3 separate regions of the Mus musculus genome follow, and all the other regions are linked to region 3. A link is a contact called in public Hi-C and HiChIP or PLAC-seq data. All regions are on one chromosome and are shown on one strand. Each heading gives the region's core, a stretch centred on a gene start, on an enhancer-like site or on the middle of the called end of the contact. The rest is flanking DNA. Distances are from core to core; before and after follow the strand shown.

Region 1 (4,632 bases), core at 1,529-4,028, 440 kb before region 3:
GTGTTATAATAAGTCTCTGATGGTGTGATATGTAATTTTACTATTTGTCGAAGGTGAAGCAATTCTGCACATAAATTGGATAACTGTGCTTGTTTATTTTCTTATAATGAATTCTGTCTTTGCCGAATATTTGTTACTGCATGATTCAGATCATCTACCACAGCTTCCAGAACTGACAGGTGTTTTAATTTTATAATTGTCAGTGTTGAATATGCTGCCTCCCAAAACCACACAGTGCAGAATGTGTTTAGGGCCATTTCAGAAGTTGTTGGAAATGTTTTCTCAATCCTAAGGCGAAACTCATTCAATCGCTTTTTAAAATGAAACTCGTGTCAACAAATCAGACAGCAATTTTTAAAGTCAGACGTGCTGACACATCTAAAGCTATACTAATTTGGTGCTTACATGCGGAGAGGTGGCTAGAAAATATTAAATATCTTTGCTCTCCATAATGAAGTCACCATGTTTTTTTAAGTGCACAGCAGTTAACAGAAGCACCAGGATTCATCAGAGACTGCAGCCTGAGCCTTGGTGTCTCAGGTGGCCATATCGAGAGATCCTGACCTGATGATGCCTGTCTGCTCTGTGCAGTGAGCTCAAGGCCCAGGCGCTGTGGAACCGATACATACCACACCAATGAGCAACGCCAGAAACATGTTCGAATCCTGTGTTTGACTTTGAGTTGATTTCTGGTCACCCCAACTCAGAAGCCTTTGTTGCAGCCGTGTTTCTGGGTCTCCAAATCGACACCCTTCTCTACTTGGGTCACCGTTCACAGTTTAAGACACACAATACTCGGGAGGCTGATGCAGGAGAATTGCTGAGAGATTGAACTATGTAGCAAGACACTCTCTGACAAAACAAAGCAAAGGGCTGGAGAGGTGGCTCTGTGGTTAAGAGTGCCAGCTTTTATTCTGGAGGGCCGTGGGATTTAATTCCCGGCACCCACAAGGTAGCTCACAGTCATCTGTAGCTCTAATTCCAGGAGACCCTTCACTCTCTTCTGGATGCACAGATCCCAGGCAAAACACCCATATGTATAAAATAATAAAAATAAACAACTATAACAACAAAATCAACATGGTGCCTAGACTCTACCCTTTCTGTCGCTTTCAGACATGTCACAGTAAGAAAGACAAGGAGCAGGGCGTGTTGGGGAGATGGCTCTCTGGGTAACCTGAGTTCGAGTCTAGCACACGTGTAAAGAGATAGGTTTGTAAGTCCAGTAGTGCAGGGAGGTGTGTGAAGACAGGTAACTCCCGAGCATTCCCTGGCTGGCCAGCCTGACTGAAACTGTGAGCTTCCAGCTCGGTGAGAGAGCCTTCTCAAGGCACTTCGTGGGGAGCATGGGAAAGACGGCAGATGCCCGGCTCTGACCTGCTCACACTGGCCGTCCTCTATAGTCCCATATGGTGGATAAAGAAGCCAGTGGAAGGGTATGGGAACCCCACAAGAGGACCAACAGAGTCAACTAACCGGGATTTCTGGGAGCTCTCAGAGAATGAACCATCAACCACAGAACGAACACACACACACACACACACACACACACACACACACACACAGACACACACACACATGGGCTGGAATGAGGCCCTCGGCACATATGTAGCAGATGTGCAGCTCAGTCTCCATGTGGGGCCCCCAGCAACTGGAGTGGAGGCCTGTCCCTAAAGCTGTAGCCTGACTGTGGTATCCGCTCCCCAGCAGGGCTGCCTTGTGTAGCCTCAGTGGGAGAGGAGGGACCTAATCTGGTAAAGACTTGATTTGCAGGTGGGGGTTGGGGGTGGGGATACAGAGGGGGAACTCTCTCAGAGGAGAAGGGGGTGAGGAGGGCCTTGCGGAGGAGGGGACTAGAAGGGAGCACCGGAAGGAGCATAAATAAATAATTATAATGAGAAGGCAGGAGTTGGAGGAGGTTGGCCAGGAGAAATGTGCCTCTGGCAGTTAGGTCCTGTTCGGTCCACCCAGGCAGCACTGAGATGGAGCCATCTCAAGTGTGATTCTCTTTCCTTCTCAGCCCATGCAGGGCATCTGTGACCCCCATGGGGTGTCAGCTTGACTTTTGTCCTTCAGTCTCTGAGAAGGTGGGGTTTTCTGAGTGGCTGCCATTGTTTGTGGTCCTGGTCAAGTACAGTCTTTTTTTCTTACCCTTACTTCCCTCAGAATACTGGCTTCTCCCCTCGAGAGTACCAGCATGTGGGTCCTGGACAAGCAGTGGGAAGGGTGTAAGGGAGAGCAGCCTGATGAGCAATGGGGCCTGGTGTTTATTTTCTGGTAGAATGACCTGTGAGTGTGGCCGAGGTGTCCTGTGTAAGATAAAAGTGCATTCTCTAGGCTTTTAACGGAGCTTTACAGTAAAAGGGCGGAGTGAGGAGGTTGAGACAGTGTCAGAGGCTGGAGAAGTTTGCCCATGACAAGAGCTGAGAGAAGTCGGGGTCCTAGGGGATGAGAGGCTACAAGGCACATTAACAACTTGACCTTCACGTCTCTACATGAAGGACAGGGCCCAACAGGGAGGGTGGGAGAGAGCAGGCACACTCTCGAGACGGCTAGGGCAGGGACGAGGGTGAGTTGGGTGGGCTGTAAAGGCAGGGTGTGACTCTACTCTGGCAGAAATGGGAAAAGTGGCTTCCAGGCATAAACATTGGCTTTCTGCTACGTGAGACTGTTTACGCAATGGCCATTTCTTGGGCCAAAATTAACAGCAAAGTCCACAGTGAAATGACTGGACCAGTTTAGCCAGGACAAACTACTCGTTTCGTGTGTATATTTAGAGCAGACGACTCTGACTCTCACCCACGGCTGCTCATCCCTCACAGGGGCTTAGCTGGACTCAGGCATACAAAGTACAACTAGCTGCCAGTCGCACTTAAGAGGTCTAGACTCTGGTTTCTCCTTATAGCCTACAGGAAGTGAAGTGACTGACTGATGGCCCTGCACACTGCACGTGACTGTGGGATTCCACTGTGGAACACCCCACCCCCGGCCGCAAGGGGAGCACCTGGGGCAGCACCAACTGGCCAGGGAAACTGTCCACTGCAGAAAGTCAGACAGGCTCCCCAGCCAGAGAGCTTTCTGTGCACAGGGGATTAAAACCCACAGTCATTCCTTCCTGCTCCACCCTCTGCTTCAGGGGAGGCCCTGGCCTAGAGCCAACCGGCCTTTCTGGCTCTTGTGTCTCAAGTTTAGGCACAGCTTCTCTGTCTCTGTGGTGAAGCAGCTCTGAACACTTCCAAACTGCCCCCAGAAAATGAAGGAGAAGCTGCCCCTTGTCTGTGGGCTTGAGGCTGGTGTCAGACTCAGAGAGTCATGGTGCCTCGGGGGTTTACCTAGACTCTCACATGAAGACTTTATTTCTGGTGCTTGGCCCTCAGTATCCCTCAAAAGCACAGGGCTAGCCTATGTGAAATGTCAAAAGTTGTCCCAGCTCATCCAGCCAGTGACAGGACTCACGCTGTCTGCGCCAGGGGACATTGCCCGGACACATTAAGAAACCATTCTCCAATTGGGAGTCCCCGAGAAAAGAGTGATCTTTAAGTTAGCTGTCTTCCTCAGTAGTGTGGACTGATACGTTGTCGGTCTATGGTGACTCTCCTCCCACCCACACCTAGACAATCGATCCCAATTGAACTCAGTGTGCTACACACAGAGAGACTGGAAGGGGGACTAGCTGGGGGAAAGAGGGGAGTTAGTAAGAGAAGGAGGGAATAAAAGAAAGTAATAAGAGAATATGATCGAAACACATTGTATGTATATGTGAAATTGTCAAAATGTGAATATATTGAGATATAAGCCACAAGCCCTAAAATTTGCCTTAAAGCTTGTAGTTCATTGCTTTTGGTCCACTTCAGGGACTATATGACCATTGGCACTGTCTACATCCAGAACGTCTTCACGGCTCCTATAAAAGAGTCATGCGGTAAGGTAAGTCAGCAGGTAAGGTGCTTGCCACCAAGCCTGGGAATCTGTTCCCAGAATCCACACTGGAGAAAGAGAGAACTGTGTTTTACAGACTGTCCTCTGCCTCCACATCTGCACTGTGGTGTACACACACACACACACAGGCACACACACTCATATGCACACACATGTACACATATACAGAGGCACACACACACATACACATACACACATATACATTCACACACACAGGCCATAAGGAACCATTGGAGAAGGTGCAGACTCAGTTGCAGTTGAAGCTTCAATACCGAAGGGGTCATGGGAAGAGACTGAGGCCTGGCCCCATGTAACAAGGTTAGAGTCTCTGAGGAGAGGCCAGGAGAGGCTATTGGGAAAGGTACCGTCCAATTACAGTACAGAGCCCAACATTTTGAAGACTCCGATACCATAGATGACCACCAAGGACAGCAGCAGCCATGGAGGGATGCCCGCCTGAGTCCACAAGACAAGCTGTGTGTGTGGCAGAGGGCAGAGCTGGAGAAGTGCCACTGTTGAGGTCTTTGGAGCCCACAGGAACATGAGTACATTCCAGATGCCAGGTGCTGAACGTTTTACACTATTGGACGTTGGTTTTGGTTTTATTATGACCATGCCCTGACTCTTCCCTCTTGGAGTATAAAATTATGTAACTTTTTATTTTATTTTATGGGATCCCACAGTTAAGAGACT
Region 2 (4,407 bases), core at 881-3,380, 490 kb before region 3:
TCTGAATTTTACTATGAGAGCTTTCTAAAATGGATGCAACTTCTTAAAACATGAAATCCAGATTCTGATGTGAATCATTTCTGTGATGGTTCTAGCTTCCAAGATGCAGAACAAGTATATAGAGATACAACTGTTGCCGAATTAATTTTTAAATTTAAAATTATTTTATCTTATGTGTATGTGTGCTTTGCCTGCATGTATGTCTATGTAATGTGTATATAGTGCACTCAGAAGCGAGAAGATGGTGTTTGATTCCTGGTACTGGAATTACAGATGGTTGTTAGCCACCATGTGGATGCTGGGAATAGATCCCAGGTCTTCTGGAAGAACAGCCAGTGTTCTTAATCACTCCCCAGCTACCTGCTACTGAACTCTGACTACTTCTAAGAACTTAGGCTCTCTTATGTCCTGGGACTGCAAAGCAGATTCTTAGAAAAGCAAAGGACATTTTCTTTTCTCTTACTATTGAAATATAATCAGTATCGAATCAGAACAAATTTGATAAATGTAGTTATCACACTAAGTTTAAATATGACATGGAAGAAAGAAGATGCCATGTATCAAGTCCCTGGTGCACAGTAAGAGATAAATGTCTATGTAAGGGCATGCATAGGAAATGTGCAACCCATGCCTTCCTGTTGGAGTTTATGAAGATGTCAGCATGCAGGGCAATTGCATGTGTTAAGCCAGCTGCAAAGGAAAGACTGAAACGAAATCAAAGGAAGCCACACCCTAGCTTGGTTTGGTGCTCTAATGCCAAGTTATCTGGTTACTCATGGGGAATTGTTACTAACCATCTTTCCAATCATCATCACATAGGGACCAAGATATTTGTTGACACCAAAGATGTCTAACACTCGGATGTACCAGAGGATGATATCCACACAGTAGATGACCCGACCATAGCCCATGTATGGCTGGCTCTGGAGACGAAGGATGGCCCCAACCATGAACATGGAGATGGCCACGAGGTCTGTGATGTTCCAGTACTCCTGGAGCCACACTTTGATTTTCTGGCTGAGTTTGCCTGGTTCCGACATGAGGATCTACAAGTAAACCCCAAAGAGCAGTAAGCTGAGAGGATCCTATTAGAAACCTTATCATCATTAGATTCTTGGAAAGATAAGAGTGCCAGGACAGTCAGGGCCAGGGCACTGAATTCTGCACATGAATTTTTCTGGCAGAGGGTATATCTAGAGGGGGAAATTCCACAGAATCCTCTGTGTTCTTAGATGCACGGGTTTCATAGACGCAGGAAATGCCTTCCAAATTGTCTCCTTCTGGCTGTAATTAGAGCAGCTGCCTTTTGATTCCCTTTTTAATGATCTGGACTCATGCCTGTTGGCTCACATTCCAGACCTCTACAGAAGGACAGACAACTCTAGAGTAGGGACAAGTTCTCTGTCACCACAGAAGGATGACCCACCTGGCAGAGGATGGCTGGATGGGACTGGGAAACATGGGCTTGCCAAAATTCCTTCTCAAGTTAGACATGAGAAGTCAGGGAAAGTTGAACCAGATTTTCCCCTCCTGTTTGAGATATCCTTTTTTCTGCGTCACCGCTGACTAATAGGACACTTCCACATAGAATAAAGTGGAAACTATTCAGCCAGCAGAGTCATGCATATAAAGTCATGGCAGACACAGCAGAGGCATACAGGGCACAAGGCAGCAATGCCAGGGTACCCCTTCAGCTTTGGAAATCATGGAGAGATCCTGGGATTCCAGGGCCAGTGGAGTGTTGGCTGACTATAAACTAACACAGAAGGGCTCCATGTCTCAGCAAGCCATGTGTACTGGCCGACAGCTGCCCTGTCTCTCCTGTAACTAGTCACAGGATCCAGATCTTGATGGAGGGATAGCAAGTTGGGTCAGTGGGTAAAACACTTACTTGTCATACAAGCCTGGTGACCTGAGTTTGGTTGCCTGAGACCCACGTAAAGGTAGAGAGACAAAAATGGATTCCCAAAATCGTCCTCTGACTCCTACATATGTGTCTCCTCACCTCTGCATCGTACACGTTATATAATGATAAGACAGGCCCTTTGGGAAGTCCTGGATTGTAACAGCCACAGAAATCTAATGGAACCGAGCCAGAGAAGCAATAGGAGTCATGCAAGAGGGTGGGGTAGAGAAGGAATTCCCAGCACTCTTGATTGCTCAGCTGTCATTTGACCAGTGACAGTCATCACACTTACTCTACTGGATGAGCTCAACAGTAAGTACAAAGTAACAGTAATTACGAAGCAACAGTATTGGTTCTATGTCCGTAGGGAAAAGATCGGCAATCAGTACTGTGTGGTTTTTCACTTTAAGCTCCTGTTCTGCCAGGATGAAAACTTGCTGTTTGGGAGTGAATGTAGTTAAGTTCAGACTTGTGGGTGACAGCAGAAGACCCATCCTCAGGGGTGTTTCCTCCGCTTCCTGAAGAAACTGCCTTCTTGGCTAACCCCCACTCCCCCATGTCCCGTGTAGGAGTGTGTCTGTTCTTTTTCAGCACTTCTTTTAGAAACTGGGCCCCTCTGCTTGCAGCAGCTGTTCTGGGCCCCACCCAGGTTCCCTGGAACCTCTCACCAGGTGGGCATGCCACCCATTTGGTGCAGGTGCTCCTGTTAGGCCCACACCTGCCCCATTCTGGGAGGCCTGCCCTTGGGTAATTGGAGTCACTGCTATGCTTGGTGCCGAACAACTGATATGGGTAAGCAACTCCTCTCCCTTCTTTCAGGATTTTTTTCTTTTTCTTTCAGTGGAATTACATTGTGAACAGCCTCTTTCTGAAGCCACGCCTTATTCAGCTCCTTCTCCTATGGCCTCCAGGCCTCTCTTCCATGCACGCTGTGAACAAGAGACCAACTGCGCAAGTGCACAGTGTGACCCAAAGTCCAAAGTTACAGCATAAATGCTATTCCTAGGGCTGGGGAGGAGGATCTATGGGTGAAGTGCTTCTTGGGCAAGCATGAGACCCTGAGTTCGGATGTCTGGAAGTAATGTAACATCTGGATATGGTGGTGTGTGCCTATAGCCCTAGCACTGTGATGAGGGTAGGAATGTTGCAGAGAGCGAGGGATCTAGAGACTTTCCCACCAGCCAGTCTAACTACAACAGTGAGTTTCAGGCTCATTTCAGAGACTCTGCTTCAAACCTGAAGGTAGACAAATGAAGCTAACCTAAGAGAGCATGGGCAAGTCTACCCACATGGATGGGTGCATTCACACAGACGGGCACATGCATTCTCAGGCGCATGTGCAGGCAAGGGTGTGAGTGTGCGTGTGTGGGACACACACACACATGCACACACACACACACACACACACACACATCTTTTAAAAAGTGCAATCTCATGTATCACTCCAGTTTAGCTCTCAGGTCTCAAAAGACAGCCAAAATCTGTGCCCATTTGGAACTATTGGCTCATCTCAAGTAGCTGGCAGCATTTGGTGTAGCTCGTTTACATATTCAAACCTAGTTCTATTATTATGTCATTTATTTTTCCCTGCGTTTTGAACTATGAGTTGAAACTCAGTCAGCGCGAGGGGGTGTATACATCTGAAACAAGCAAATGGAGTGACTGGAGATGGTGACGCCTCCCTGGGAGCCGTCATCTGCACACAACTCTGCATTACTAGCATCGGAAATTGAACTCAGCCATTAGGGGGTGGGACAAGACTTTTCAAGAATCACCTCTCGTATTTTCTCCAATGCAAGGCTCACAATGTAGGAGATGACAATCCATTCTTGGGGTGATGGCCATCCATCCATCCGCACCAGGATGACATAATTGAACAGCAGCAAGTAGCCCAAGTAGGAAATCTGAAGAAGGAAAAGATGGCAGGTGTGTCTCAGGGATGACATTCAGTGCTTCATCTACAAAAGGCTTCTTCCCATAGACTGACCTACTTAGAGGACATCCTTCCTGTGGGTCTATCACTGGTTCGGAAACTGGGGTAGCTTGGGGGTGTCCTACACTTTGGTGCAGTACAGGCTCTGACATAGACAGCCTATGCTCTGCCCAACTATACCTTTGTTATGAAGTTGCAAGGATCATATTTTACAAGGAACCCTTTTTGGTAGTTTGTTGGTATGTCTTTTATATTCTGCGAAAATGGCAAGGGTGACTTAGCACTCCTGTCTCACCCAACTTGCTCTTAAATTCCTGCGTTGTAGATGGACAACTGAGAAGCTAGGAGAGGCCATGTGGACGAATTCTCAGCGAAGGGTCACAGTGCTGACCTAAGAGTCCCTGCCCCCCACTCCCCAATTTCCAGTGACAGGTCTGTGATATTCTGTGGCCACAACAAATTATTGTTTTGACAAGGAAAGGGGTAGGATTGGGGTGGGGGAAGAGTTGAGGCACATGGGGAAAGAGCGCGTCTGGAGGGAGGTTCTTTGTAGCTGGCTCTCCAGAAT
Region 3 (4,719 bases), core at 1,157-3,656:
GGTTGTCTGCTGAGCTTTGTACTTGATATGGAGGTCACCAAGGTCTGGCCATGCATCCTGCTCTTTGTAGGGAAAAGATGTGCTCAGCTGGAAGGTACTGATTATGGATCTAGGGCTGCTGCCATTGCATACCACGTAGGTGCTACAGAGCATCATCCTGGGGCACAGTGGCACCTTCCAGCATGAGAGAGGCAAGATTCTGTCACTGACTGGCTGTCTCTTGTGCCCCAAGAACATGGCGAATCAGAGCCACGTGGGGGCGCCCTACTTGGATGATGTCCAGGCGAAGCGGAAGTGAGCAATCAGAACAGTGGGGCAGGAGCCATTCAGCGGGATGTCTCCTTTCAGTACTTTGAATCCGCTGGATACATAAGTAAACGGATGTCAGGGAGGACCAATTATTTGCAAGCAATTTTCACAAATCCCTTCCCTTGGGAGTTCCCTCCCAAGATTATGAAAACATCAGTCACAAACTTAAAAAGAATCTCTCAGCATCTGCAAGCAGGGGCAACCCCCATCCCACCCCCGGGATGGGTCCGCGTCTCTCCGCCTTCTGCTAGCTCCACCGGAGGCCACCTCCGCCTCAGGGAGGGGAAGGGCGCGCGCTGAGGACTAGCGCTGTTGGTTCCCTAGATTTTCTAAGGATCCACACACAGTTATAATTAATTCCGCTCTGCCGCGGCACATTTTGTTCCGATCTCTGCAGAGATAGTTTTGTGTTTTGACTTGCCTACGGTTTGCTTTGTGAGTGGGTGTGTTTATTCTTCTCCTGCTGTGTAAAATAAGAGGTGGAGGGGGGTGGGGGAGAGGGAGGGCCCCTAATACGCGCCCGCCTCCCACCGGGAGGAAGTGTTTGGACTAGGAATCAGTAGCTGGGTCCGGTTCTGGGGCATGAAGGTGTGGGACCTCCCCAAGGCGTGGAGCCGAGCGCTGCGCTGCGTGGAGACTTTGGGGAGGCACAGCATTGCCCGCACCGCACAGAGCGGCTGCTGCCCGGTCACTGGGTGGGGCTTCGTGCACTCGAGGCTCACCCGGGTCTCGGAGGGGATGCGGATCCACGTCACATTCATGTAGCTGTGTAGAAGGTTCAGCTTGGCTTCTAGGGACAGGATGAGGCTGACAAAAGAACACCCAGTGAGAAGCTCCGGAGGTGGCAGGAGCTCACTCGCCTGCGCGTGCAATCCTCTCCCTGCCCTTTAGTCCCCCAAATCCCAACAGGAGTCCTGTCACCACCACTCTCCCGCAGGGTGTTGGGGTCCGGACTGGACTGCGGGGCAGGTCTTACTTGGCTAACCGGGCATTGTCGTTGTCATCTTTCCCCCATTCCCAGTCCTTTCCCGGGTCCACAGCAAAGTGCAAGGGCAGCAGCTTGTGTTCCGAATCCGTCAGAGGGATCACAGCTGAAACAGAAGAGAGAGGCATGGTGACAGGCACCTCATCTGCCTGCCAGGAGGCTGGAGGCACCAGCAGAGTTCAGAGCTCAGAAATTCAAAAATAGCTGTCCCAGGGCAGGTAACCTAATGGAGACAGAAGGTAGACTCAGAACTTGCATACCACGAATGTTAAGACTATAGGTTTCAAACTTGTTTCTATTATGTAGGCGAAGAGCAAGCAGGTGGAGGCATCACCTGGACTGACAGGGTCTCTTTCTGTTAGAGGGCAGGCATCTCTCTGCTGTCAGGATGAGAAAAAGCTATGGGTGCTTTTGCTATTTCCGAAGAAAAACCCAGATGGGTGTGGTGAACCACGGAAGGCCACTTTTGGATGACCTGCTCCTTGCCTCCATTTCATCTCAGAGAAGGGCAGAATTTGCAAGTTGGGAGAGGTGTGAGCTGAGCTCTGCTGAGGCAAGACTGGAGGTGGGGGCTGCACCCCCCGCCCCCACCAGGGAGCTCATCTGCATAGGACCAGGCAGCAGGCTCCTACAGAAAGCATCTAGTGACAAGTCCAGGAGAGGCAGTGTTGGCCTACAGCCCCTTTAAAAGGGGAGCAGAGAGGGAGCCTTCTGTGGCGGTGGTGATTAGGTGGGGGAGTCTGGCCTGTTACTTCTCAGAGGAGCTGGTTCACCACAAAGCATCTGGACAGAGGCACACCAGCCACCGAGACCAGTATGGGTGGGGTCAGTATCTACCTACAGGTGTACTGAGATCTGATGAGTTCCCGAGGGATCCCTGCTCCTAGCAAATGGAATCCTTAATGTCACATCTGCTTTCTCCTCAGGGTGTTGTCAGGGGTAGTGAACAGGAAGAAGTGTGGAGATGGTTTCCAAATTCCACCTTCCTAATGAGTACCAGTCTCCTTTCTGTCACTTCGCTCAGGATGCCCCACCCCTCTGGAGTCTCACCACCGCAGAGAAGCCCAGCTCAGGGCCCCTGGCAGCTGCTTTGTTCCTTTGCTTGCCCGTAGCCTATGATTCATACTAGCAGTGCCATGGCAAGAACAAAAAGGCAAACAAAACACAGAAAATCCAGGAGCCAATACTGCAAAGTTGAGAAATTAGATGCGACTCAATGCTGCCCTCTAGTGTTTCTAAAGAGACTGTGAGTGCAAACTGCTTCTCCCCCCCCACCCCACCCCCTTTCTTCCCACCTAAACAGATGAAAGGCAGTTTTGTGGATCACCAGCCAGTTTAGGGGTTTTCCTTGTGTGTGGCCAGCCATGGAGCAGTGTAGGTAAGGTCTGACGGGGGAGGGGACTGGGACATCTCATTCTGCTTTGATGTGGCTTTCGTTTCCAGGGCTGAGCTCAGCCTGTCTTGTAGGTCAGCAAACACACATTGAGGCTTTGGTGTGGCTTCCTACCGGTGGCTGGGGGACAGCAGAGGTGATCCTTAGGGACACTGCATCCCAGACTCACTAGAATTGTGTCCCCTAGGGATCTGTACTTCATACAGAGGGCCAACGCAAGGGTCCTGAATCAGGATGGAGGGCTACGTTGTAAATAAGCTTCCCTGTGGATCTTCAAATCAAGGTGTTTTGGAAAAGATTGTTATAGAGGATAATAACTTGTCAGAAATAATTCCTGTGGGTATAATTTGGGTGTTCTGGGTCAGGCTGTCTACCCCTTCATGGGCCAGCTGTGACTATACTTTCCATCCTCTTAGCAAGGGGGTGTGGTGGGGAGTGGTTTGCTTAGCTGAATGCACAGGCTGTGAGCAAAGTAATATGGTCAGTTCTGGGCAATATGGCCAGGCTTAGGGGACGTTTCCCTCTCTGCCCATGTCTCCTACACAGACAATGCAAGTATATGACGTCAGGAGCAGGCTCTTGAACCTCATTGGGAGAAGAACTGTCTGCTAACCAGAACTCCAGCATAGGCTTTGTTGACTTGGGAGCCCAACCTGAGCCACTATGATTTTGTCTGGTTTCTGATAAATTACCTAAACCAGGACGTCCCAGCTTTCTTACCTTACGGCTACAGCGTGCCTGGGGATTCTTACCCTCAGCAGATAGCCTGGACTGGGTTCCTGGTCTGTCTACTCTGAGAAGACAACTGAAATACATCTGAAGATTCTAGTGCTGGCTACCTAGAAAGAGTCTGACAGTCTGTCAACTCTCCTGTCCTGGGGTGAAGACTACGTCCTAAGTGAGGGGCTGGAGACATACAGCTCACACCTGATCTTTCGAGTATGAGCTGCTGCCTGTTTGAAGGCTGAGGGGAGGTGCAGCCAAGGGCATCTCAAAAACAGGCTGTCCTCATGAGCATCAATTGCACTTCATGTTTGTCCCATTGTACATGGAAAAACATCTGCTTTACCCAGGCAAACAAATGGCGGCATCATAGAGCACCCCCTGGTGGCAAATGTCAATAACAGCAACAGCTTTCAAAATGGGCCTTAGAGGATTTACTCTTCGGTTTGCTTTGGAAAGAACTCTCTCTTACATTTAGCCTGTAAGCCTACTACAGCATCTCTAACTGGCCCATGAAGATTTGGAGTTTTCATTCTATGAAACACAATGGATATTTCTGCTTGAGGTTACCATTACAATGAGAAAGCTACAGATTCTCAGCGTGTCTTTAGCCTACCCCTGAGTGGATGGCTCAGCCAGTCTAAGTGACTCAAATTTGAAGGAAAGAAAAATGCCTCTGAGGGAAGGTGGAGACAACCTGGAGGGGTTGACTTGACCCCAGTACGAAGAACTCAGCTAGATGTGTTATATGCATGAAAGAAGAATGCAAGCCAGTGAAGTTATGCAGGCTCTTCCTCTAGAAAAGAGAAATAAGAAACCAGTTGGCTCTTACAGGCTCCCATCTATAGGACTGAGCATGGTGTTCACAAAAAGGATGGGTGAGGGGCTAGAGGAATGTCTCAGTTGGTAAACTCTCCTCCTTGAAAACATGAGTTTCAAAACCCAGCACCTATTAAAGGCTAGGTGCAAAAATTCATACTTGTAATCTCAGGGCTGGGGAGCTTGAGATAGGAGGAGCTGGGGCTCGCTGGACAGCCAGTTGAGCTACATCAGCAATAGACCATGTCTCAAAATAAAAGGCACAAAGGGACTGAGGAAGACACAATATTGACCTTTGGCTCCCATAAGCATGAGAACATGGGTGCACCCTCCACCTCCCCCAGCCCCACAGAAGATGGGCAAACATCCCAAGGTGTGTTCTCTGCAGAGCTTGCGCTCTCCTCTCCACCAAGGAGCAGGAGCACAAGTTGCAGAGCTCAGGTCCACAAACTCGGGGTACAGTTAGGACAGTGTTCTGTGCTACCAGGAG

What was found. Hi-C and Micro-C count contacts between places; a contact is called where the count stands out from the background. HiChIP or PLAC-seq counts read pairs in DNA pulled down with a chosen protein or histone mark.
Region 1: a FOXA1 HiChIP or PLAC-seq map of pancreatic cancer cells shows a contact between it and region 3. The contact joins two enhancer-like sites. A contact is called at or near these places in 8 of 115 datasets of contacts at active chromatin or transcription factors (T-cell acute lymphoblastic leukemia, Th17 cells, embryonic stem cells and 4 more) and 3 of 9 other capture datasets (adipose tissue, embryonic stem cells and liver).
Region 2: a contact with region 3 is called in a Hi-C map of muscle stem cells, with 2.4 times the contacts expected there. The contact joins two enhancer-like sites. A contact is called at or near these places in 2 of 15 datasets of contacts at CTCF or cohesin (large pre-B cells and pro-B cells), 11 of 484 Hi-C or Micro-C datasets (the G1E-ER4 cell line, Th1 cells, cortical neurons and 5 more), 10 of 115 datasets of contacts at active chromatin or transcription factors (astrocytes, embryonic fibroblasts, embryonic stem cells and 4 more) and 3 of 9 other capture datasets (adipose tissue, embryonic stem cells and liver).

What each region holds. Positions count from the first base shown.
Region 1 is chr7:64,190,832-64,195,463 of GRCm38.p6, reverse strand. All of the region lies in intron 1 of Trpm1 (transient receptor potential cation channel, subfamily M, member 1), which reads right to left. Among named protein-coding and RNA genes, the nearest start is that of Mir211, 13 kb to the left of the region's middle. Within about 2 kb of position 2,778, at least 88 of the 459 cell types and tissues checked have an H3K27ac peak or open chromatin away from gene starts, as enhancers often do. A contact at or near this core is called in pancreatic cancer cells, where this site is marked.
Region 2 is chr7:64,237,059-64,241,465 of GRCm38.p6, reverse strand. It overlaps Trpm1 (transient receptor potential cation channel, subfamily M, member 1), which reads right to left. Exons shown (of 27, transcript NM_001039104.2): 20 at 3,682-3,810; 21 at 795-1,046. Among named protein-coding and RNA genes, the nearest start is that of Mir6416, 11 kb to the left of the region's middle. Within about 2 kb of position 2,130, at least 44 of the 459 cell types and tissues checked have an H3K27ac peak or open chromatin away from gene starts, as enhancers often do. A contact at or near this core is called in muscle stem cells and pancreatic cancer cells, where this site is marked.
Region 3 is chr7:63,751,313-63,756,031 of GRCm38.p6, reverse strand. Otud7a (OTU domain containing 7A) reads right to left here. Exons shown (of 14, transcript NM_130880.1): 12 at 1,286-1,400; 13 at 1,032-1,116. Among named protein-coding and RNA genes, the nearest start is that of Gm39023, 99 kb to the left of the region's middle. Within about 2 kb of position 2,406, at least 103 of the 459 cell types and tissues checked have an H3K27ac peak or open chromatin away from gene starts, as enhancers often do. A contact at or near this core is called in muscle stem cells and pancreatic cancer cells, where this site is marked.